3 separate regions of the Mus musculus genome follow, and regions 2 and 3 are each linked to region 1. The links are chromatin contacts, called in public promoter capture Hi-C maps. All regions are on one chromosome and are shown on one strand. The core of a region is the stretch at or near the end of the contact, and the rest is flanking DNA. Distances in the headings are between cores, read along the strand shown. Region 1 holds the start of Efhc1 (EF-hand domain (C-terminal) containing 1). Region 2 overlaps Tram2 (translocating chain-associating membrane protein 2). Region 3 overlaps Tram2 (translocating chain-associating membrane protein 2).

The links. Promoter capture Hi-C pulls out the DNA fragments that hold promoters and counts their contacts.
Region 2: a promoter capture Hi-C map of liver shows a contact between it and region 1. The contact joins the enhancer-like site here to the promoter of Efhc1 in region 1. A contact is called at or near these places in 8 of 39 promoter capture datasets (the C10 cell line, the HPC-7 cell line, HPC-7-derived erythroid cells and 5 more), 4 of 484 Hi-C or Micro-C datasets (embryonic stem cells, muscle stem cells, olfactory sensory neurons and 1 more), 3 of 115 datasets of contacts at active chromatin or transcription factors (embryonic stem cells, extraembryonic endoderm stem cells and microglia) and 4 of 9 other capture datasets (adipose tissue, liver, macrophages and 1 more).
Region 3: a contact with region 1 is called in a promoter capture Hi-C map of liver, with 2.1 times the contacts expected there. The contact joins the enhancer-like site here to the promoter of Efhc1 in region 1. A contact is called at or near these places in 3 of 39 promoter capture datasets (liver, macrophages and maxillary cranial neural crest), 2 of 484 Hi-C or Micro-C datasets (muscle stem cells and pancreatic cancer cells) and 3 of 9 other capture datasets (adipose tissue, liver and pancreatic islet).

Annotation. Positions count from the first base shown.
Region 1 is chr1:20,949,213-20,954,182 of GRCm38.p6, forward strand. Efhc1 (EF-hand domain (C-terminal) containing 1) reads left to right here and starts at 2,414. Exons shown (of 11, transcript NM_027974.1): 1 at 2,414-2,584. The coding sequence starts at 2,522. The region is part of intron 1 of Gm51618 (a long non-coding RNA gene); the gene reads right to left.
Region 2 is chr1:21,056,749-21,061,718 of GRCm38.p6, forward strand. The region is part of intron 1 of Tram2 (translocating chain-associating membrane protein 2); the gene reads right to left. Among named protein-coding and RNA genes, the nearest start is that of Tram2, 20 kb to the right of the region's middle. Within about 2 kb of position 2,848, at least 7 of the 459 cell types and tissues checked have an H3K27ac peak or open chromatin away from gene starts, as enhancers often do. A contact at or near this core is called in adipose tissue and liver, where this site is marked.
Region 3 is chr1:21,035,422-21,040,391 of GRCm38.p6, forward strand. Tram2 (translocating chain-associating membrane protein 2) reads right to left here. Exons shown (of 11, transcript NM_177409.3): 2 at 1,976-2,039. Among named protein-coding and RNA genes, the nearest start is that of Tram2, 41 kb to the right of the region's middle. Within about 2 kb of position 2,095, at least 42 of the 459 cell types and tissues checked have an H3K27ac peak or open chromatin away from gene starts, as enhancers often do. A contact at or near this core is called in adipose tissue, liver and muscle stem cells, where this site is marked.

The DNA.
Region 1 (4,970 bases), core at 1,164-3,663:
AATGAAATGCTGTCTTAAAAGAAGAAAAGAAGGTAAAGGAGAAGGAGGAGGAGGAGGAAGACATGAATGAACAATAGTAGAGAGAAAGGAAGAAGTACAGGAAAAGAATTTTGTGAGTTAAGCATAGCCTTCTCCAGTAACATCTTTAGCTGTTACTTACTGCATTCTCACCCTGGCCCCTGAAGCTTCATGCCAGTTAGTGAAACCCACAGGATGATTTGCTGTGATAAGCAGCCATAAAGGCAAAGCAGATATGGTATCTATTCTTGCTTGTCAACCTGACACTATCTGGGATTCGCTAAACCCCAAGTGGCTGGATATACTTGTAAGAGATTTTTCTTAATGAAATAATTTGGAGTCAGAAGACGCACCCTTAAGATCTCGTGAGGTGGGAAGATCCACCTTTAATCTGGGCCACACCTTCTGCTTGCAGCCTATATAAAGGATGTGGAAGGAGGAGGCTGGCTCTCTCTTTGCCTGCTTGCTCTGACTAGCAAGTCCCTTCCTTCACTGACATTAGAGTCTACTTCTTTGGGACTCTGGCATATACTGAAGACATCCAGCTGAGACATCCAGCCTTGTGTACTGAACAACTACTGAATTCTTGGACCCTTGGTTGATAGACAGCTGTTGGACTAGCTGGATGACAGCCTGTAAGGCACTCTAATAAACCAAAATCCAGTGTGTTCATGTGTGTATGGTGTGTCCATGTGTGGTGTGTTTGTGTGTGTGTGTGTGTGTGTGTGTGTGTGTGTGTGTTTGTAGTGATAGGTACAGTAAAGCATTTATGTCTGGCTTTAAATGAAAGGTATGGTAAAACCTTTATGTCTGGATTTAATTGAAATGTTTCAGCAAAGTCTTCGCTATGTTTGGGTCAATTAGTAGAAGCTAAAAATTATTTTGAGACTGTTTGAAACCTGAGGAAATGTCGTCTCTCTCTAGAGAATCTGCACTTGGTCCTATGTGAGAGCTTGCAGCTGTACCAACCTTGGTTTTAAGGTGCTCCTAGCAAACCTGGAGTTCTTACTTTTGATTATAGCTAGCAGTGATCAAAAGGCTCGTCTGCTCTCATGGGCAGCAAAGGCAAGATAACTTTGGTAGCTAGAACCTTCCCAGCCCCAATTAAGCTTGTATAATATTTGAACAAAGTCACTGGAGTGAGCTAGCGGGATGCCAGCCTTTTCCAAGAAGGATGAACCCTCTTGCCCCTTCAGAAAATGAAGGCTTAGCATCTTGGTAAGCTTCTCTATTTACTTCGGCACCTACAGCCAACATCAATCAATGTGTTTATTCATTCCATCAGTTCTGCTCCTCTAGGGAACCCTGACTAATGCAGCTGCCATCTTAACTGGTGGCAGCAAATGACCCATGATACTCTCCCTCAGGCTTACTACTCTACCGTTTCTCTAAATTCCTAGGTCAGAAAACATGTTATAAAGACCAAACTCCTAGGAAATTTGAGACATAATGGAAAAAAATCTCTGGGCATCTTAGCTTCCCTTTTATTTCCCCATGCTGACAGACTCTTGGTTTCTTTCTTTTCCTGATGATCTTTCAGGAATGGGGTCACTTTTTTTTTAAAGGAAAAAAAAAAAGTTGTCCAGAAAATGCTATACTCTGCAGTACACATGACCCTGACAATATTTCACTCCCCTGAATTACTTCTTTCTCATGACTCGGTCTCTCTTTGAAGGTTCTCTCTTCCTCTGTGGTTCTTATGTATCACTGATGCTATAGCTATAAAGCAAGGACTAAGGTAGGCGTAGGCACTCTCCAGCTTTTCAGTCAACAGATACCCAGTAAAGTTCTGAGACCTCAGCACACAATCTATAGGAATCTACGGTGGAACAGATAGCTAAGAGGGGACCAGGAAGCCGTGGAAAGACTGGGGCTTCAAATCGGATCAAGTCTGAGCAACGAAAATGCAGTCGATTATAATCTAATCCACAGCCCTTGCCTCATAATTTGATGAGTCTGAAGTATTTAGCGCTTTCACTGGGGAGCAACCACTGTACATTGTGTCTGGACTAGGACAGCAGCTCTTTCCCCAGAGAAAGGGTGCCTGAGCTCTTGGGAGGACTAACGTGGAGCAAGGAACTTCTTTGTAACAACTGATCTAAAGGGACGTGGTCCAATCCCAGACCTCACTGCGCGAGCCAAGGCCTAAGAACATCCGCTTTCTTCAGCCCACCCCTAGGTTGCATCCTCTGGGAGCCAGGAAGTGGGGGCTGAGGAGAAAGGGAAAAGTATGGGAAAGAAAGGGGGCGGAGCCGCCTCTGCCACACCCATTAGCCACGTCCTGTGGCCACTAGAGTCAGTAGTGCTGTGCGCAGGCGCAGACCTGGCCTCCGCCTCCCTTTCCCCGCCCCCTAACATCCTCCCCTCCTCCCCGCCGCTCCTCCCCTCTCTCGACTAGTGTGTTTGGCGTTACCAGGGAGTCTGGAGAGGCCCGCGAGTGCAGTTTGTTGCCAGGGTAACCCGAGCGGCAAAAGGCAACCGAGGTGGCAGCTGCAGGGCAGCGATGGGGACCAACCCGGTGCACGGCCTGCCCTTTCTCCCGGGCTCGTCCTTTACAGACTCCACGGTGAGGGCCAGCCCGAAGGGTTCTCCACTTGGCTCGCCTCTGCGCTCCTTCATTCCGCAGGCTCCGTCGTCCTCGCGCATCCCAGCCTCTGCCGATTTTGCTTGGCCTCTTGGTAGTCCACTCACCCTCCTGGGTCCTCACCGTGGCCCTGTTCTTTCTTTACTGCCCCATCTACCTGCCTTCTGGCCCGATTACCCCAGGCTGTCTCCAGGCCTCTCCCCAGCTGCACTGTAACCCTACTCAGCGCCTTCATCCTCTCCTACCGTCTCTCCACAGCAGCCTCATTCTGGATTTGTCTCACCGCTTCTGAATCCTCAGGGTCACTGCCCTTCAACCCCTTTCCTCTATGTGTATGCATCTTTTCCACGTACTCCTTTCCTGACGGGTCCCCACCCCAGTCTCTGGCCTTTTGAGTTAAGGGTCACTTTTCTCTCCAGCTACAGCCTTCCCTAGAATTGAATCCCCCACCTCCCGCCGCCCCCACATGCTGGTTTTCTTGTAGTTTTTCTCTGTAAAGCATTCTTCCTCCTCTCCTTGTATTTCTTCCGTCTCAACCATAGGAATGAACCACTTAATGTTTCTCTTTCTGTAGCCCGTGTGTGTGTACTTACACACATGATTCATTTTCAGACTGTGTGTGTGTGTGGGGGGGGAGGTTGTTGTTTTATCTTGTCTGCAGCCTAGGCTGGCCTTGAACCTGAGAACCACCTGCCTCGGCCTGCAGACTGCTTGGATTAAAGACATGCCAACACACAGGGCTCCCGTTCAGATTGCATTTTACTCCTTTGCCCCAACTGTTTATAGTCATCATCTAGATGAAATTAAATATTAAATTAAATAAAGTCCAGGGTGGCGATGCACATTCGTAATCTCAGCTTTCAGGAAGCTGAGGCATACGGGTGGCCAATTTGAGTCTAGCCTGGGCTACATAGCTAGTCACTGTCTCCAAACGACAGCAGATCCAAACCAGACAGAACAGGAGCTTCGTGAAAAGGAAGTGGCTCAGAGGATAAAGCACTTGCTGCTCTCATAAGAGGAGTGGAGTTCAGATCCTTAATACCCAAGCAAGACGCTTAGCTAGACTGACCCTTACCTGATGCAGCCTACCCATGCCAACTTTGGTCTTTCATATGTATTTCCACATACATGCAAACAGGCATGTGCATATACACTCATATCCCCCCACACACACATGCTCAGAACAAACCACCCCAACAACAACAAACACGTCCTATCATATCAAAGCCAAGTGATAACAGTAATTTGGGTTCTTAGTTTCCTCCTAACATAGGTTAACTGTTTGTTCATTTCTTTCGACACCAGGTCTCAAGCAGTCCCAGTTGACTTCACACACTATATAGTCTGGGCTGATCTGGAACTGATCCTCTGGGCTCCTAAGTGTGGGGTTACAGGCAGGTCACCAAAGACAGATCTTTGTGTCAGACAAACACTCTAACAACAGAGCTACACTCCCAACCCTAACTCTCAAAAGCATTCGGCATTTAAAAAAATTATCAGAGTTACAGAAGTAATTCTGAAGAGTCAACATTAAGATTGGGTGACGATGACCATAGGTAAGCCAGTGGTCATTTGTATTTATACGGTTTAATGATTCAGACTCTTACATTTCTCTTTCCATTTCTTAAGGCAAATTATTTCATCTACTTGTTTTCTAGGGGACACAGATTTCAATTTTAGTTGAAAATGTGGTGAGACTCTCAGACTCTCTTCTAGTCTTGTATTAAGATGGTCATCTTTTAAAGCTACAAGCTCATTCAATGTGATTCCTGTTTGTTTGTTTGTTTGTTTGTTTGAGACAGGGTTTCTCTCTCTTTTCACCCGACTAGCCTGAAATTTGCTGTGTAACTTAGCCTATCCCCAGACTCACTATGATCTCTAGCCACCATTTCTCAAGGACTGGATTAAAAGAAGTCTGGCATATGGTGCCTGGCCAGCATCATAGATTTTCTGTTTTAATGAACTTTTAAATTTTTATATGATCTAAAACTTGTAGACATTGTCATATGCTGTGTAGCGTCAGCTAACACATTTGGTATCTGCAAGTGTGGATTATATGTGCATGTGTGTACAGGAATGCGCAGCTCGCATCAAAGCCCAGCAACAACAGAAGTTCAGGTGCTTGGTCGATACCCTCGAGGAAAGGCTCAATTGATTTGTGAGATTCTACAAGTGTGGGTAGGAGTGCCAGACTTTAAATATTTATATGGAAAGATGAAGTGTCTTGGACATACTTCAGTCCAGACCACTAGACCTTTTATGGTAGTAGAGACCATAAGAGAGGAGGGAAGGATAGGCTAGACTCCAAGGAAACTGAGAGATAGTCAAGTTATTCTCTCTATTCTTAATAAAAATAAAGTTTATGATT
Region 2 (4,970 bases), core at 1,598-4,097, 110 kb after region 1:
TGACCCCCACACACAAAGTCTCACTCTGTAGCCCTGGATGGTCTGGAATCCATTTTGTAGATCAGGCTGGTCCCATCTCACAGAGATCTGCCCATCTCTACGTTCCCGAGCTATAGTGAGAATCTCTTATAAGCATCACCTGTTAATAATAATAATAATAATAAAATTTAAAAAGCCAATGCCCAACGAGTTAAGACAGGAAATGGGAGGTGGGACACTGGCAGGAGGCAGAAAGGATTCTGGGATATAGCTAGACAGGGGAAGGGTCAACTGGGAAGATGTGACAAGATGGATGCATGGTACCTGAGCACAGGTAACCAGCTATGTGACAGAATGTAGGTTCAAACAAATGGGTTATATTAAGTTATAATCTAGTCAGAGAAGAGCCTAGTTATATGGCCAAGGTATTTTATAAATATATTTTTAGTCTGAGTCTTATTTCTGGGAGCATGGGGCTGGGAAGAAGAACCTGACCAAGCTTCTATACTGAGCACTGGGATTAAAGGTGTGTGCTACTGCAACCCACGAAGACCCATGCCTTAACAAAGAGGAAGAGGAAGAAGAGGAAGGGGAGGAAGGGGAGGACGAGGAGGGGGAGGAGAAAGAAGGAAGAAAGGAAGGAAGGAATTATTCTTACCAATGTGGCAGTAATCTGCTTTTAAAAGAAACACACACATACAAAACAAACAAAAACAAAACAAAAAAAGCCCCTGGGCCATGTACTAAGCTTCATTTGATGACACTAGGTCCAGATTCCTGTCGCTCATTAGCAGTTGGTCTAACCAATCCTTTACTAACAAGCTCTTGGGAAACCACCTCATCTTTTAAGAATGTTAACATCTCAAAATATTTGAACACACTATTGAGATGGGAGTGGGAATCAGAGTCAGTCTGTGCATTTTTATTACAACCATGAAAAGCCATAGTATCCAGCCAATAAAACATAGAAGTTAAAACACATGTAAAACTTGAAGAAATCTGCTATAGAAGTCATTTTTATAAGCGAAAACAGTCCTTCAACAGTAAGAATCTCATATTTAAGGTAAAAGATTTATACGATCTGAAGAGAAACCAGAGGTAGCACACGCCTTTAATCCCAACACTTGGGAGGCAGAGGCAGGTGGATTTCTGAGTTCGAGGCCAGCCTGGTCTACACAGTGAGTTCCAGGACAGCCAGGGCTACAACAGAGAAACCGTCTCGAAAACCAAAAACAATCAAACAAACAAACAAAAAAGAATCTTGTATTTAAAATAAGTAAGTTACTGCGGCCAAGTCTCACTTCAGTGTGAGATGCTTCACACACATGATCACACGGAACTCAACCCAACGTCCACGGATTCAGCAGGAAAGCGGCTCACAGCTCACCAAATAGAAGCCCCAAGAAGACCTACACAGGCTGTATATCCCAGACAGTTTCACTGGCTTATTCAGAGATGCCGGAGGCAAAAACATGTCTTGAAGGAATGGACACACCAGGAAGAACAGGCTGAGTGTAATCTATATGCAAACAAGAACCAGGCATGGCAGTTGTGGTGGTTTGAATATGCTTGGCCCATGTGAGCTGCTATGACTGGGAGGCCTGGCGTCTTTGGAATAGGTGTGGCCTTGTTAGAGGAAGTGCATCACTGTGGGCAGAGGCTTTCAGAGCACCTATGTTCAAGCTCTTCTGGCTGCCTCTGGATTAAGACACAGACATTTCGGCTCCTTCTCCAGCACCCATGCTTCCTGCCTTGAGGATAATGGCCTGAACAGCTCAAACTGTAAGCCAGACACAATTTAATGTTGTCCCTTGTAAGAGTTGCCTTGGTCATGGTGTCTCTTCACAGCAATAAAACCCAAACTAAAACAGTGGTACAGCACTAAAATCTTGGCACTCAGAAAGGTGAGGCAGGAAGAATGCTGTGAGTTTGAGGCCAGCCTGGGCTACCCAGCACCATGCCAAGCAGGGTTACATAGCAAGGCCCTGCCTCAAAGGAACGTAAGAAAGGCAGGCAAATGGCAGATTAGTTATAGGGACAATATTTATGGAATTAGTTTTTAGGCACAACGAACTCAGCAGACTGAGACCTCAGTATGTATCAGACTTGGTTTAAAACACTACACATGTGTTCTGAGCTCGGCTTGCTCCGGTGACAATCTGTAAGAGGCAGTACAAGTACTTTTATCCCCTTTTACTGAGAAGAAAATGGGTCCAATTAAGTATCTTAACCAAGCTGTCCTCCTACATGAGGAAAAGCAAGGGCTTTAGATTCAATCAGCAGTGACACCTCGGACACATGTCCCACCCCCCCCCCCCTCCAGCTCGACCTTTACAAGCTTGACACAACGTGGCAACACAAACTAGAGATTCAAAGTGCAAATCCACAGAGAAAGCAATGGGGACTCAAGTCTGTCTCTTCTAAGGACTGAGCATGCAGGGAGAGCCTCCAGAGTGACAGCCTCCTTCTGCACGGGAGTCTACACACCGAATGCGAAGCCACCACTGCTGAAAGGCCACTGTGGAAGAGCAAAAGCCAGATGCTACCTGCAGCCCATCCTCACTAAGGACTTTAGTTTTACACGTGACCCTTGGGCCACATCACCATGGACATTTTTCCAAGACAAATTGAGAAAAAGCACTTTATAATAATTACTGCAGTCACCCCTGGAGGAAGCCAGGCCTCCAAACTGAAAGACAGTATATTTAGTTTATGCATCATGGCTGAATTCAGGGCCAGGAGGCTATATTTGGGCAAACCGTTGATTTGGGGTTTGGTGAAGTTCTGGTTTTGGCAGAGGTGTCCTTCTCCTGCCCTGCCCCCTCCACAGGCCACATGGGCATGGCTATGGAGCAAAGTTCCAGACACTCACACTGGCTTCATCCACAGACTTGGTAACAGGCCCTGATACTTCCCAGGGCGCCACAGAGCACAAACTGCAATCCTTCTAGACAATCTGTATAGCCATGGAGCTGAGGAGAGGCAACCCCAAGTCTTGGTTGATGAGAACATGGTTTAAGTTGAGGCCCAGAAGCCCACCAAGGATCCAGCTCTTTAATATGTACTTTATTTCTCTGTCCATGCTGAATTCTCACCCTGACTCAGATCCATCCGAGACTGGGTGGAAGAATGTCTGTTTGTTTTGTAGCCCCAGGTCACTCACCTCAAACTCATGGCTGCTGGGGTTACCTTCTTGTACGCTGTATAAAGGTTGTGTTTGTGTATTCAATTGTTGATGGCTGAATGGGCAGAGAGTGAGTACTGGCCAGATTTTGATATTGTTATTCTTAAGGCTTATCACTTGCCTCAGGATTTTGAAAGAAACAGCTGACAGCCAATAGCTCGGCAGGAAAGGGAAGGTGGGACTAGCAGGCTGAGAGAGGGTCTCTGGGAGAAGAAGCAGAAGCAGGAAGATTCACCAGCGGTATCCAGAGGTGATCAGATATACAGGGATGGAGAGGGAGGTGAAAAAATAGTTGGTAGAGTGTCATGGACTAGGATAATACAATTAAGTGACAAGCTAGCTAGGAGGTAGCCTAAGCACTAGTAAAAATGAGTAAGTCTCCATGTCATTATTTAGACCGCCAGTGGGTCCAGGAAGTCCCCCTATACATGGTAATCCCCCTATCTAAGTTTCCCAACTGGTGGGATTACAGGTGTGTACCGTCACACCCAGAAAGAAGTCTGTCTTCACTGTCTCCCAGGAGGTGCTCGAGAAATGCCTAAGAAGCAAATGAGAACAGTTTTGGAGACTGACTGGACCCTAGACTACACTCAGAACCATGGTGATATACCTCAGAATGGCCCAGATGGCTCTCTTTCTATTAATCTCAATTTTCCTGCAATCACTTTAAGAACATAACGGTACATATTAGGATGACAATGGAGGAAGAAGAGGATGAAGAAGTGGTTGCTTGAAGAACATCTGGTATTGTAGGCTGAAGAATTTAGGATCTGGGGGAGGATCAATTAGTAACCGATCAACAATGAATCATGACCTATGGAAATGAAATGCCACAGGAGGATGGGTTCTTTCCCACAGGATCCAATAAAACGCACAGAAGGCCAGACATGGACTTCCAACCCACCCATGAAGCCACCCTCCCTAACTCACCCAAACTCTGGTTTTCTTTTTTTCTTTATCTTTTTTTAAAAGGGTATTTATTTATTTTATGTGAGTACACTGTAGCTGTCTTCAGACACTCCGGAGGAGGGCATCAGATCTCATTACTGATGGTTGTGGGCCACCATGTAGTTGCTGGGATTTGAACTCAGGACCTTCGGAAGAGCAGTCAGTGCTCTTAACCACTGAGCCATCTCTCCAGCCCCCAAACTCTGGATTTCAAGTTCAACCATGACCGTGTCAACTGACACTCGCGCTCACTGAGAGTTGGACACCTTCAATGCTCAGCATCTGCTACAAAGAGGCCTTCCATCGAGTGCTACCTGTCAGAAACACTGCTCACCACTTGAAGAGAGATGATCACTCAGGTCTGAGAAGAACCGGATACTCCCATAATAAAATACGTGTGCCTATCATATCGGTGCTAGCAAGTAGAGGCAAGAGGTGGGGAGCTCAAAACCTCAGCTATATAGTAAGTTTGAAGCCAGCCTGAGCCACATGAGAGCCTGCCTCAAAACAATCCACAAATTTATATGACACATGACTCTCCAAGAGGAGTCCAACATGCCTCTAACCAGAGTCTACCAGCTCCCATGAGCGGTTCTGGGAACTCCCAAGGAAAAGGCATGTAACAGAAACAACAGGTTTTAGGGGAAAATCCTTGCCCTCCGATGCATAGAGTCATCCCAAACGCAGAGCTGGCAATATAGCCTACATCTTAGATCAATGCCTAGTGCTTCCGGTGGATTTTATTAGCAATGCTTTGTGTCTGTGAGAGAGAAGTGGGGGTGTGAAATCAATTCAAAAGCTATACACACCTCCTGGGGGAGAAACACATCACTGAAAGCTAAAACATCTCCTGTAGCCT
Region 3 (4,970 bases), core at 845-3,344, 86 kb after region 1:
TCAGCACCCACATGATAGCTCACAACTGTCTGAAACTCCTCTTTCAGGTGATCCAATGCTGTCTCGCATCCGAGGACACTGCATAGACATGGTAAACAGGCACGCATTAAGGCAAAACACCCATATACATAAAACAAAATAATAACTTTTTAATTAAGAGAAACCGAGAGAGAATGAGTCCACACATGGGTGATGGTTGTGTGATTTTATCATGAAGCCATGTCTCCTTCATTTTTGATTTTTGTCACCCGAGAGAAGATGTTACCTTAAAGTTCCAAAGGATTAATGGAATGACTAAACCAGTCTATGACTTTCAGGAAAGAAGAAAGAAGGAAAGCAAAATGCTCCCAACCAAGCTAGCTTCAGTAAGAGGCCTCTTCCAGTGGAAGAAAGAAAAAGGAGGGAGGCAGGGGAGAGGAGGGAATGAAAGGAGAAGGGGAAGGAGAACTGGAAGGGAGGAAGGACGGGTGGGCCACTTGCTCACTGTTAAGACTTTCAAAATGTTAGACTAGAACCATTATTATCACGTGGGAAAGATCTGTAACACTCTAATACCAAACATTTTGCAAGTTCCCCGGGCAGAGAGATGCTCTCAAGTCTCACTTCCCACAGCCAAGAATGTTCTTCCTCCCTTACCAGAACCTCTCAGTTTGACTCTCCAAAACAGGAACTATACTATGTACCCAAAACAAGGATCCCCTCATTGTCTGGCTAGATTGGTTACAGGAATATGCTCGTGTGAAATTCATGGCTACAGTTCCATGAGCCAGAGTCATACACTCACCTCCCCGAGACACTGCCCCAGAGCCAGATAAAGACCCTCATATAAAAGTGAAGACCATTCAACGTCTCCCAAATGATGAGAGGAGAACTAACTTGGCAAGCAAACTCCCCTCCTTCCTTCATCAAGGGGGAACCTGGTATTTTACAGCTGGGACCGAGGGATGCCTCATTCCAAGGCTGAGACCTCAGAAAAGCCAAGGCTGCAGAAATACGGCCCCAAAGCTGAACCTGGCCAGCAGATGCATAAGACTTCTTTCTGTTGACTTTCCTGCATGGCGTTCACCCAAGTAGCTGCCAACATTTAAAGGTGAGGTGTTTATACATAAGATGAAATGTCTTCTGGTGCTCTTGGGATCGAAACCATCTCAAGAGGGAGATGACTCATCTCCTGAGCTGACTTGACTTGATTATCTACTTGAATAGACTGAGGAATGTCTGGAGATTGGGCGCATCCCCACGTCAGACCATGAGGACTCTGACCTAACCAAACGAGGAATCCCTTCGTACCATCGTAACAGGATAAGATCACTGGGAAATGGGGCAGATGGCAGGGACTTACCTAGGAGAAGTAGACCCTTGCAGGTACCTTGCCCCCAGCCTCCTTCCTCTATTTACCCTTTCTCTGCTTCCTTTATTGTCATGGGCTGAACAGCTATCCTCTGTCACATGCTTCTGCCACCATTATGGCTTAAGTACACAGACCCAAGCAGCCATGACAAGAGCACCTGAAAGTGGGAGCCCAAATATACCTTTCCGTCCTTGAGGTTGTTTCTCTTAGGTATTTGGTCACAGTGATGATAAGGGCAACTGTAGAGCCACTCTTGTGGCTCTTCCGAGTACAGACCTTCCTTCCCGCCATGTTTTTATGCTCCACTGAAGTACATCTAACCCACTTTCTTCATGGAAAACTTAAAAAGAAAGGCCATGCTCTTGATCAGTGGACATTCCTGACAGACATCAACACCACCTACTTTAGAGGAAAGGGCTAGAAGCACACGTAGCACCCCATACCGTGGTACTTTTTTGTTCAGGTCCTACGGTAGAGAACAGAGGGCAGGAACTGCTGCCACCTGACTTGGGGAGCACACTGGAGCCCAAGGGAAAGGTCACAGGCATAGAGAAAAACAGAGAAATCTTCCCCAGTCCTTCAGGGTTAACAGGACCCGGAGGGATAAGGAACAGTTTTTCTTACCTGCTGTAGGCACACTAATGTTATACTGAGGTAAAATAAATAGGAAGGCAGTCTTGGCTGTGACCTGGAAAACAAAGGACAAGGTTTCTGTTTACTCCCTGGGCCACATGAAAAGAACAAGCCAGGCCTCCTCCTACAGCCACTCCAGGATGCTGGCTTCTGCCCACCCTGGAGTTAACACCAGCTCTGAGCCACCTCTCCAGGGTGCAGGCTTCTACCCACCCTGGAGTTAACACAATTCTGAGCCACCACTCCAGGATGCAGGCTTCTACCCACCCCAGAGTTAACACAGTTCTGAGCCACCTCTCCAGGATCCAGGCTTCTACCCACCCCAGAGTTAACACAGTTCTGAGCCCACCCCAGAGTTAACACCAGCTCTGAGCCACCTCTCCAGGATCCAGGCTTCTACCCACCCCAGAGTTAACACAGTTCTGAGCCCACCCCATAGTTAACACCAGCTCTGAGCCACCTCTCCAGGATCCAGGCTTCTACCCACCCCAGAGTTAACACAGTTCTGAGCCACCCCTCCAGGGTGCAGGCTTCTGCCTACCCCAGAGTTAACACCAGCTCTGAGCCACCACTCCCAGTACCTGCACTGCAGAGAAACGCAGCCCTGGGCCCCAGATGATGGCTACACATGTGTTCACTTGCTGTATGAAGCAAGCTGTATTGACAGGCAGAACAATTTGTTCACTCGTTCATGTACTGACTCAGTTCTGGGCACCCAGTTCTGTGGAAGGTCACAGCTTAAAGGTGCCAAAGCCAGACTTCTTGGACGTTTCGGTTGCCTACACACTGGGCAGTAGCCCTGATGTTAACTTAAGCTTCAGAAACAGTGGGTTCTAGCTGTTAATTTCACATATTCCCCTCTGTCAAACTGGGAATGAGACCTCACAAACCCCACAATACTGGTTTGGTTTTTTGGTGTTTTCTTTGTTTTGTTTTCTGAAAGCTATCTTTACATGACTGTGGTCCCCATCTGGTTACAAATAGTCAAATTAGTTCTGAGACAGTTTCAAGCAGGTGTGAGATGGCAAAATGTGGACTTGAAGCTGAGATGCAGAAATTGTCTATGTTTGCTTGCTGAGTAGCTATGTAACTATGCGGAAGTCATTTCAAACCCTGAACCAAATCTCTTCTTGTCTATAGAGTTGTGGATATGTGCAGTGCCTCTGCTGTGTACTATTGACTGGCCTGGTACCGAGCTCTCTAGTGGCATTCTTTCAAATTCCAGAGATGTCCAGCCAGGACCAAGAAGTGCTCCGTGAGGCACGCACAGGGTCAGGTGAAGAAAGTCACTTCCCCAGAGGCTCTGAAGACACCTCCTCAGTCAAGGGTTATGGAAAACCCTCCAAACATAGAGGTCAGAAAGTTGTCTGCAGAGAGTGGGGCTAGGGAGGGAGGGATACACCAGCCCATGGCCAAGGCAGTGTGGAAACAAGTGAAGGATGGATGGTGTCTGCCTTTAGCCTATCCTACAGATCCAACCATCACCTTTAAAAGAGAAAAGATCCTGCCGTTACTCTTCAGTGAGGTATCATTTACTTATAGGCAGCTCTGTACCGAGTCTTCCTGTATCCGTGCTGATGCCTTGTGCATCCTCTGTCAAGTTTGTAAGGAAAGAACAGGTATGAGAAGGTCCTCTTCTCCACTCTGCAGCCCCTGAAACTGATTCCTTTGGTCCTTAAGACAGTGCTCTGCATCCCTGACCCCCTTCCAGCCCAAATGCCTGCATTTTCTTTACAATGATGTGCTTGGCTCCAGCCTAAAAACTGCCATTAGATCCCTCTTCCTCTACTACTCCTTATAACTTACCAATGTGCATCTCTCTTATGCATCATGCTGACCCTTAACTGTGAGGGTCACTACTTCTCGAGATCACTCCTTCATAGGCAGGAGAGCCAATACTGTACTATGCTGTGCTATCGTTTCTCCACAGCAGGCAATTAGCTCACCTCCTAATTGAAGGTAGGGATCCCACCTTCTCAGTTTTCATTGCATGCCCTTTCAAATAGCTAACCCAGAAGAGGTAAGTGCTAGGTGATTAAGACAAAGAAAAGAAATGCAGCTCACTTCCTTTAACTGTAGGTCGTTAGTCTCTAGTGGGAACTGCCCTCTGTCACCAAAGGCCTGTTCCTTGGGACCCGTCAGGTCTAAAACTCTGAGCCCACTCTCTCCTGGCTTGTGATCATCTGAGTCAGGCTAGAAGAGGTGCTGCCCAGGGCCTCAAACACCCACAGACTTCTGCTGTGGTTTCTGCTGTCCTGCTCCTAGAGCAGCCATGGGTCTTCAATGGGGCGAGTTGAGCCCTCTTGAAGTTGGCCAACATCCATTTGTCAGATGCACTGTAATTCTATGTGTAGAGGACCTCTGTTCAACCATGCCTTTGGCAGAGTCCCTGAAAGAACTTGAATTTTTTCTATATCCAGGCCATACCCCCTCCCCTGCACCCCTTTCCCCCCAGGCAACTAAATGAGCCGCTGAATGAGTTCAGTTGAGCTGGCTCATCAGCAGTCTAACACACAGCCAAGTCTCGGAGCCATCACACTTAAAACCAACAAACAAGACATAGTCGATTTTCATGCATGGCAGTTCTATGGAAACTCACAAACACCAAAGCACTGCACCAAGGGAAATACAAAGTTAGGGTGCTAAAAACCAGTCACATTTCACCAAGAGATCGACATGCAACCTTGCTTTAGGTGTGCTTCTAAAAGGCACCTTAGTTGATACATACTGCTGGTTCATTAACACTAAACTCTTGGTCAACAGGACTACTGTAGCTCATGTCCAAATGAGGCATGGCTTCTCCATAAGGCACGCTGCCTCCTTCTTAAGATTAGGGATAGCACGTCAGCAAAATACTTAAGGGCCATGGTAAAGAATGAAATCCCCACAAACACCACAAAATGCAAAACTGTGGCCCTAAATAGATGACAAAGGATGATTTGTTTACAGTATGAGAGCTGGAGCAGAAAGTGGGCATGGCCTTGTT